Linked DNA regions of Mus musculus: region 1 is linked to region 2. The links are chromatin contacts, called in public Hi-C maps. All regions are on one chromosome and are shown on one strand. The core of a region is the stretch at or near the end of the contact, and the rest is flanking DNA. Distances in the headings are between cores, read along the strand shown. Region 1 holds the start of Ccng1 (cyclin G1). Region 2 holds the start of Rars (arginyl-tRNA synthetase).

Region 1 (5,182 bases), core at 2,154-4,653, 4.9 Mb before region 2:
CTTCTACAATCTTTCCTCCCCCTCCTCCACAGGGTTCCCAATATTTTAGGATAGGGGGGGCTGATGGAGGATGTTGTCCTTAGCAATGGAACCCCAATGTCAGTTTTCAGACAGTGACCTTCTGTCCCAGCATGAGCCTGTGTTGTTTAGGATCTCCATGGGAAGCCCTCAGCCAACAACTCAACCAAATTCAACCTAGCTTCACCAGTGGTTACAGAACCTAAGTCTCACCTAGCTACAAAAGATGACCAGGTCAGACTCAGTATCTCCCGTTACTAGGAGTCCACACTAGGGTCACCTTCATAGATTCCAGCAAGTTTTTACTACACTAGGTTTCCACACACCCCACCCCAAATGCCCCCAATTCCAGCTGTCTCACCACACTCTCCCACCATCCCCTACCTGATTGTTCCCACTCCCATCCCAACCTGTCCCCCCCTCCCCCCGAAGTCCACCTTTAGAATCTATTTCCCCTTCCCAGGGAGGTCCATGCATCCCCACTAGATCCCTCCTCTTTACCAAACCTCTCTGGGTCTGTAGATTATAGTTTGATTATCATTTACTTAGCAGCTACTATCCACTTATAAGTGAATACATGCCATACTTGTCTTTCTGGGTCTGGGTTATAATGAAATACTTGCTTTCATACTTTTACAAGAATAGATATTTGCTTGTTTTAAATTCTGCACCTCTTTTAAATTACTCAAAAGATGCTCTCTATTCCAATATTATAGAATCAAAGTTACAGTACTGTGTCATAGACTAGAACTTCTCTCAGCCTTGGTCAGAAAAGTCTCTTACCAGGATAGTCGCTATTTAAAGCAGAAATTTATAACTGATCAAGGTATTGAGAGTAAGCAAGTATAGAGTGCTCAGCTCTGAGCAGGACTTCTGTAACAACCCCTCCAAGGCCTAGGAATACTAGGAGAGGATGGAAAGGCTTTCAGAGCTGAAGGGGCATGGTGCCATCAAACGCTATCTTCTGGACATGACATGTCCATTGCAGTCAGAAAGTTACAGTATTTGTGACTGTGTTCATAAGACCAGAACACACACACACACACACACACACACGCGACAGCAGAGGCCAGAAAGACAGCTCCAAAGTTTAGAGCACCCGGGTTGCAACTGCAGAGCTCTAACATTCTCCTCCCCATTTCCTAGGGCATTGCACAAACACCCATACATACACACAAATATATAAATAATTAAAAATGAAAGTAAAGTGTATTTTAATTGAAATAGAAAAGGAGAAATAAGCAAAGACTGCCTATTATATTTGTTTCTTAAACGTGTCAGTAAAATAATTTTCATATAAAGAATTGAGAATTAAAAAAGAAAACACAGGATCCTAAGAGAAAATATTTTTTAACACATAATGTACTGCCAACAAATTCTCAACAGGAATTTTAAACATAAGACGTAGAAGGTAACAAAAGTCATTTGAAAATTCTTATTAGCATTAACACTCTTTAAGCTTCCTTCAAAGTTAAGAAAACCGATAAAAGAATAAACAGAACCAACTATTTACATAAAGCACTTAAGAACACAGTTAATCATAAAAGGCTACCATTTACCACATGCTTCCCAGCACTTAATCTTCCCACTTATATAGGATTAAGACATTTCTCCTGCCTATTTTTGAGCAGCCAAGATAGAAACCCAAATTGAAAAAAAAAAAAAAATGGGAGGAGAGAGATGGCTCACTAGAGCATGTCTTAAGTTGGGATTTTATTGCTGTGAACAGACACAATCATCACAGCAGCTGTTATAAAGGAAAACATTTCACTGGGGCTGGCTTACAGTTTCAGAGGTTTAGTCCATTATTGTCATGGCAGGAAGCGTGGCAGGCAGACATGGTTCTGGAGAAGGAGCTGAGAGCTCTGCCTCTGGATTCACAGGCAGCAGGAAGAGCAAATGAGCCAGTAGGTCTGATTTTGAGCTTCAGAGATCTCAAAGCCAATTGCTACTGAAGCACTTTCTCCGACAAAGCCACACCTTCTAATAGTGCCACTCTCTATGAACTTATGGGGGCTATTTTTATTCACACCACCACAGAGCACTTATAAATTACTGGTTTTGTAGATTTACAGAACCAGGGATCCAAATGAATACTGTTCCTTGGTCAACTCACAGCTAACTGCCTGAAATGCCAGATCCAACATCTCTGGTCTCTGAGGGTAGCCACATTCCTGTGCCATACATTCCCCACTTCACCAACACCCCCAGATATAATTTTAAAATCTAAAACTTTTTTTTTAATTAAAGAGAAAAGGCCAGGCATGATGGTGCATGTTTTTAATCCCAGCACTAGGAGAGTCAGAGGCAGGTGGATCTCTAAGTTCAAGACCAGCCTAGTTTACATAGCTAAGGAGTTCCAGGACAGCTTGGACTACATAAAGACCCTGTCTCAAATAAAACATCACTTGTATCTAGTTAATGACCGTTATGGACGGCCAGCCGGCTTGGCTCTTTCTTATTTTCATGAGATGTACTGGAATGGACAAAATCCTGAACACCACCGTCACCACCCCAACTCCTCACCCTCACCCCCACTGCAGCCATGCGAGCTGAGAACCTACTCTCTGTGCATTGCTCCTGAGGACATGCCCTTCCCCGCTACCCCCGAAAGGAGTCCAGCAAGAGTTCAGGATAATTATTTTTCCGTTAACCTGGTAGAGAAGAGGCTTATAGAGATTAATTTTGTAAGAATAATGTTCCTTCACACCCTATTCTGAAGCCTGAGATTCGGCTCACTGCAGATGGGGTTTTCCAGGCACTGTTCTTTGCTGTTTTCTGCCAGACATATGGCATTTTAAGTCACTGATGATAGTATGAGGGTGCTACAAGAACAAATTCAGAAAATTAGCAGAGGACCAAGAAACTACATACTCTGACATCATTGTAACATCTGAGAAGTTTTGCAAGAAACAAAATAAGATAACGATGAACTGATTCCTAAAACTCAGAGAGAACACTCTAGAGAAGCCTATAGAGAACACTATAGAGAAGCCTACCATCTCATTATCTGTAAAGAGAACGAAAGCATTTTTTTTTTTTAACTTGCCATTGTGTTTTTAGAAAGAGGGGACTGAGCTGCAGTGAACAACAACAAAAGGAAAAAAGCAAAAACCAAAACAATGCAAAACAAAAACCCTCACAGTACATTCTGGTCCGCTACCCAGACCAATCTGGCTAATAGAGGCCAGACCTGCCCGGGCAAGCCTTGGCACTGAACACTCAGTTCCGCAGCTTAAGGAAGGACAGTTCGGAAATGCTCCAATGAGAGAGGCTGCGAGAGTCGGGCGTGGCTCGAAAGGGGAGGAGAATTGAAGTCTGGACAACGGGAAGTGTGCGCTGATTGGCCGAGCTTCCTCAGAGACCATCCATCAAAAGAACCACACCAATCAGCGACGTAGATGCGTCCCAGCTAGAGAGCCAGGTCTCCAGCTTGTTCCCCCACTGCCCGGCGCAGTCCTTCGCTGCGCGCTGACCCCGAGGAAGGCAGTACTTGGTCAGGGCGCTGAGGGACCCTCCACCGGGACGCCGGCCCCTCCCCGGGCCTCTGCTCACTTGACCCCCACTCCCTAGTCCGTCCCCTTAGTAGGCCTGTCGGATCGGGGACGTGGGGCGAGCTGAGAGCAGGCCCGGGGTGGGTGGTCACCGTGGTGAAGACGTGGCTGTCAAGGTGAGAGGGGACTATGGGGTGGATCTCAGAACCCTGCACTCCGGAACGCAAGCCCGGGCTAGTCTGCGCCTAGAGAGAGGCGCAGCGGGAGCGGTATTCCTATGTCATGCCTCCCAGTCCCAACCTGCACCCCTGAACTGAGTTAGTGGTTCCTCACCAAGACGACCTTCCTGTCACATCTTTAAACTGCCCAGGGAAGAATCGTCCTCTGTATCCAGGGCTTAGGTTGTGCCCAGGACTCAGAGGAAGTGTAATGCATACTTCCACCAATGCAACTCCCCAGCTTCACCTAACTTTTTCTTTTGGTTTTTAAATGGCGTTAGACTATTCGGAGCACTGAGTGCTAAGCACCGTGCCACACTGAGTCATATCGTGTGTTATTCACAGCCACTCCAAGAAACAGATGTTGTCACCCTCATTTCACAGGTGTAAAAATAAGCTCATTACCTGGAAATAAATGGGCACCTGTGTGCTAAGCGGTTTGTGTGACTCCTTTTAAGCTACCCAATCTATGAGCTATGAGATTGTAGGTAATAATCGTATTTCTACTTCATAGGTAAGGAACTAAGGTTCACGTTGTTAACATATATGGCAGAGTATGTACTATCATTTGACTTTTAGTTTGGGTGTATCATGTGGGGCAGTATCTATTTGTGGCATGTACTGACAATGAAGAAGTCTTTGCTTAAGTAGAGAAAAAAAATTTTTAAGCCATAGTTTATGTCCTATACAAACTCACAATTTAGGAATGTGACCTACTGGGAGAAGGTAAAAATACTTACAGACCTTGGCTTTGCAGTGTCTTCGTCTTAGACGTAATGGAAATGGGGTGGGGGGTGGAGGGGGCATGCACTATAAAGCACTTTTTGCCACAATGCAGAGATAGCCAGGCAGGGTTCTTATGCTCTTTTCTGGGTTTGTTCTATTTATAGATGATAGAAGTACTGACAACTGACTCTCAGAAACTGCTACACCAGCTGAACACCCTGTTGGAACAGGAGTCTAGATGTCAGCCAAAGGTCTGCGGCTTGAAACTAATTGAGTCGGCCCATGATAATGGCCTCAGAATGACTGCAAGATTACGGGACTTTGAAGTAAAAGATCTACTTAGTCTAACTCAGTTCTTTGGCTTTGACACGGAGACATTTTCCCTAGCTGTGAATTTACTGGACAGATTCTTGTCTAAAATGAAGGTATGTTTATGTTACAATATCTCAGCTCTTAATTTCGCTCCATGTGTTTAAGAGATCAAATTGCAGAGGGCTGGAGAAATGGCTCAGTAGCTAGGAGTGCATGTTGGTCTTCCAGAAAATCTAAATTAAGTTCCAACAGCTAGGTGGGCAGTTGAAATCTGAGGCCCTCTTCTAGCCTCCTCTGGCACATGCACAAATGTACCAAACACACTCACACACACATCAAATTAATAAAAAGGAAAAAAAGCCATCAAATTTCTGGATTAGGGCTGGTATACAAAAACCACTTTCAAATGTGGCA
Region 2 (5,110 bases), core at 561-3,060:
CCAACTATAGGATAGTGGGTAAATGAAGCTAATTGGAAATAGCAGGCTTGACGTTATGTACTTCTGGCCAACCATATGTATCTGATTCCCTAGGTTTCATATCTCACGCACCAGACACACCTGTTCACCATTTCAGCTCCTGACACAGTATTCCCTAACACATGACAATTACTGACTGACTGAAGGAAAGTCGAAGTCCTTCCAATCCGGCTGTGTAGCAATGGGAACATAGGCGTTTCTCAGTGGCTTGTGACCTCTTTTTTTTCCTTCCTTCTTCCTTTTTTTTTTTTTTTTTTTTTTTTTTTTTTGCTTGTTTGCTTGCTTACCTGGAGACAGGTCCTTACTCTACAGTCCTAAAACTCACTAACTCAGGCTGGAATGAATTCACAGCAATCACAGTGTTGTGTGTGTGTGTGTGTGTGTGTTTTTAACATTTTTTTATGTGCTGTGGTGATAGCCAAGTGCCTTAATGCAGCATTTTCTCAAAGTGGGTATAGGTACCACTGGTGACAATATAGAAAACTATAGGCCCGGAGAGGCAGCAGATGTAATCCCAGAACACAGGAAATGCTTGAGTTTTAGGCCAGCCCGCTCTACCTAGCAAAAAGAAAACACAGGTAGATATGGCTGCATTCTTTATTATCTATAATAATATGTTGATTGTTTTTGAAAGTTTATCTATTTTATGTATATGGGTGTTTTGTCTGCATGTATGCTTGCACACCAGGAGAGAGCATCAAATCCCAGGGAACTACATGTTCATAGGTGAGTGTGAGCTGCCATGTGAATACTGGGATCAAACTAGGACCTCTGGGGGAAAAAAAAACAGCCAGTGCTCTCAACCACTGAGCCACCTCTCAAGTCCTATATTTATTTAATATGTAGCATCTTTAGCCCACACACTCAGCCCATGGATTCATAGATATTATTGTTTAGGATGAAGATAAGTAAATTTTAACGTGAACTAAATCCATCTTGGTGGTAAAACCACGTTACCACGACCCTTGGAAGGTGGAAAGAAAAAGATCAGAAGTTCAAGACAAAAGATCAGAAGCTCAGCTAAATGCAAGACTACCCTGGGCTACATCTTTCAAACGAACAGAAGAGCCTGAGAGATGCTCCAAGAGGCTGCCTGGCTCAAGTCATTGTACCACCTTCCTTTCTTGGTAATTAAAACATTGTTTGCCTGGTAAGGAGGCTGAGGCAGGAGGATGGAGAGTCAAAGGTCAGAGTGGAATACAAAAAGTCTACACATGCACATGTGCGCGTGCACGCGCGCACTACACATACAATGAAAAGGAAAGCCATTGTTTTCTCTTTCCCCTTTCAGGCAGTCTCCATTAGTTTAAGGACCTTTTTTTATCATACATTCTAAACATCTTCACATCCTGGAGAGAGTATCTAGCACCTTAATGTGAACAACAACAAAAATGCCTGTTTAACAGAGGGATGAGTTGCAGGCAGTGGTGGCGCATGCCTTTAATCCCAGCACTTGGGAGGCAGAGGTAGGTGGATTTCTGAGTTCGAGGTCAGCCTGGTCTACAGAGGGAGTTCCAGGACAGCCAGGGCTAGAAACCCTGTCTCGAAAAAAACAAAAACAAAAAACACAAAAAATCAAAACAAAAGAGGGATGGGTTCTGTGCCCATGCCCGCGCCATGCCTCCAAGCAGAGGGTAGGTTGCTTTGGCCTGCTCCCCGCCTCTCTCGCAGTGTCTCCTGGATCCCGTTAGGGGGCAGCAGAGGGCGCGCCCTGAAAAACCAAAAACAGTGACTTACCCGGGTAGGAATTTCCGTTTCCGGCCCAAACTAGACACTTCCGCTTCCGGCCGCTTGGCATGTGAGTCGCTGACGAGAGGATGGACGGTCTGGTGGCTCAGTGCTCCGCGCGGTTGCTGCAGCAGGTTTGTCCCTGGGCGGGGCGGAGGGCTCTGGAGCGGGCGGCGGCGGGGCAGAGTCCGCAGTGGCTTCCACAGGCGGCCGCGGCGACCCCAGTCCGGGACCTCGGGGCTTGCGAAGCCTTGCTGCTCCGCTGGCCCTTTCCTCTTGGCCGGGTCGTGCGACTGTCACTCAGAGAAGAGAGGGTGGACAGCGAGCGAGGCTCACTCTGCTGGTCGCCCAGGCCAGGTTAGAGCAGGACAGGTGTGCCCTGAGACCCAGCCGGAAACTTCCCAAGAAGCCGCCAGTGTTGGTCTGGAACAGTGTCACAATTTTGAAAAACGAAAGTAAGACCAGCCCCTTTTCTTTTTCGGGCCTAGACACTAGCGTTAGGAACTCAGTTTGTCTAAGTCTTCCCTGGACAATAACTGCTTTTATGCAAATCATCCCCGAGGTGCAAAATAAATGGACAAGCTCTTTACTGCTGAGTCCAGTGAATAGTAGCAGATCTTGGAGAGATGGGGAAAAAAAAAACCATATATATATGAAGTTTACGTAGACCCAGAAAAGGCAAAGACGGACACTTGAGTGATTTCGAATATGACAAAAGATGGATTGACTCCTTTTTGTCTCGGGATCTAACCCAGAGCCAAGGCCTATGTGTGGCAAGCAGCACTGAGGGGTGCAAGTCCCCAACTCCTACTGATGTTTGTTGGTTTGTTTTGTCGTTTTTGATTTGGTTTGGTTTTTTTTAGTCCCAAGTCATTAGATTTAGCAACACAGGTAGTAAAGCCAGAAACTTGTACTCTGACTAAATCAGGATGCACCTAGCTAAAGAAGAGACTTCCGTGTTTGACTCTGGCCCTGGACTTTCAACTCACAGCCTCTCAACTGCTAGGACTGGAGATGTGTACTGCCATGCACACTTGGCTGAGTTATATTCTCTGCCCCGCAGTCCCTCATCCCCAGCACACACATGTGAACTCAGTTCCATCTCATAAAGGATGATTGCTGACGTCAGTAAAATCATTGCAAAGTCCATTCTCATTTTTCTACCCCACATGTTGTGGAGAGCGAAATGAGGAAGTCTGTGGTAAGGTTTGCCATTATCCGGGAAGCATTTGTTTGACCTGGAAAAGTTGCCTTTCCCTTACAGGAAAGGGAGATTAAGGCTCTGACTGCTGAGATCGACCGGCTGAAGAACTGTGGCTGCTTGGAAGCTTCTCCAAGTTTGGAACAGTTACGAGAAGAAAATTTAAAATTGAAGTATAGGCTGAATATTCTTCGAAGGGTAAGTGCTCCGGATGTTTTCAAATAATTTGTTGTTGCTGTTGTTGTTGTTACTGAAGATTCTAGAAGTACGTGCTATAAGAATTGAGAAGAGGAGTTTGTTTAGAAATCAGTTTTCCTGCATAAGGCAAGTTAGGACTCATTAGGCTGGAGAAAGTGGGGCGGCACTGGCTTCCCAGGGCCCTTTTAAGTAGTTTATTATGATACCCCTTTTAAGTGGTTCATTACGATGGTTTAATGGTTTGGAAGTTGAGATTTCTTCAAAGGCTTATGTCCATGCTGTCAAAGGAATGTCTTTTGTTTTTAAAACCATTTTAACTACTGTAAAAGAAACAGTTTCTCAGGAGCAACTAACAGGGATGTTTTAAAATGCACTCACTGATTCCTAACTCCTCTGCAATGAAGTTGTTTATTTTGCAGTTTTGTGTTATGCTTTATAGCATCTTTTGGGGTTCTTTTCATTTAATGTTGCGAAACTTTCTCTGCCTCTCCTCCTCCCCATCCAACAGCCTCTCTATACAGACCAGGCTGGCTTCTGGGCTGGGCTGCCTCCATCTTGAAGTGCATTTTCTTCTTCTGTGTCTCTCAGGCTGGGTTTACAGGTGTGTACTACCATGCCACCATTTGAATAGCCTTACAGTCCAGCAATGCTTATCAATGTAGTTTGTTTGTTTGTTTGTTTTAAAGAAAGCCTACCTTCAGCTTCTTTGGCCTGCCTTTCAGGTTTGCTGATGACACAGCCTAGCATGTTGCCTCATTCATTGTTCTCCAGTGTGTGTACTTCCTTCTGGATTGCACAGGCACCGCTCCAAGTCCTCATCTCAGGCGTCTGACCAGTCCTTTGAAGCACTTTATTATCTGTGTGGAGGCAGCTGTGCTCAGATAGCTTTGTCAAGTGCTTGTGCGCTGCTGAAGGAAGTAAGGGAAATAAATCCACAGCTGTGGTGAAAACAAACTTCTCTGTGTGCAAGAGACAAGGGCAGGCTGATCTTTTAGTTCCAGACCAGCCTGGTCTACAGAGTGAGTCTCGGGACAACCAGGGCTACACAGAGAAACCCTGTCTCGGAAAACCAGAGAGAGGGAGAGGGGGGGAGGGAGGGAGCATCAAAGGACTAAAGTGCTGTGTGCCATAACTTCACTCTGCCGCCTTGCCCTAGTTCTTGGGCCACATACTCCACCTTGAAAGCACGTACCGGATGGTTCTGGCAGGAGGTGTTTTACCCATGTTCTCATAAGCACGGCTGCCTCAGTTTTTTCTTATTGCTTTTCTGTCTTTTTTATGTGTTTTTAAGATTTAGAAACGTATTTAGTATTGTTTTTGAGGCACAGTTTCTATTTAGCCCTGACCTTTCTGGAGCTGTCATAAGTAGACCAGTTCTCAAACTCACATAGATCCTCTGCCTCTACCTCTGCCTCCAGAGCCTAGCCACTTAGTACATTTATTAAAGTACTCACAGAAAGCTTTTTCACACCGATAGCACTCATACATGATTGCTGTCACGATAATGCCACTTTTAAAGAATCCGTAGATTTTCGGGAATCTGCTTCTAATCTTAGTTTTCTCAAAAGCTGTTATTTTTACAAATTTTTATAATGTGAGGTTTTACAAAACCTCAAAACAGTAAAGGTGATTGTACCAAAATGTGTCTGCTTTTGGCTTTATTTGAGTCCAGGTCTCACAGTCCAGCCCTGGCTGGCGTGGTTTGTGCTCTGTGGCCTGTAGCTCTCAGACTTGTGCAGTCCTCCGTCTTGGTCTCCCAGGACTAGCTAAGAGTAGTAGTAACTCCTTGCTCCCACAGGCCTAGGAATCATGGGAGAAAGGAAGACACACACGTATAAATCAAGTAAAGAAAAGTTGCCAAGAACTTGTCAGGCTGGCTCACCTCTGTAGTCCTAGCCCCGAAAGGCAAAGCAGGAAGATGGCTGTGTGTGCAGGGCCAGCCTG

What was found. Hi-C and Micro-C count contacts between places; a contact is called where the count stands out from the background.
Region 1: a Hi-C map of B cells shows a contact between it and region 2, with 10 read pairs. The contact joins the promoter of Ccng1 here to the promoter of Rars in region 2. A contact is called at or near these places in 2 of 39 promoter capture datasets (hematopoietic stem and progenitor cells and pre-B cells) and 2 of 484 Hi-C or Micro-C datasets (B cells and regulatory T cells).

What each region holds. Positions count from the first base shown.
Region 1 is chr11:40,753,507-40,758,688 of GRCm38.p6, reverse strand. It overlaps Ccng1 (cyclin G1), which reads left to right and starts at 3,403. Exons shown (of 6, transcript NM_009831.2): 1 at 3,403-3,688; 2 at 4,621-4,881. The coding sequence starts at 4,621.
Region 2 is chr11:35,831,228-35,836,337 of GRCm38.p6, reverse strand. Rars (arginyl-tRNA synthetase) reads left to right here and starts at 1,810. Exons shown (of 15, transcript NM_025936.3): 1 at 1,810-1,901; 2 at 3,032-3,166. The coding sequence starts at 1,857.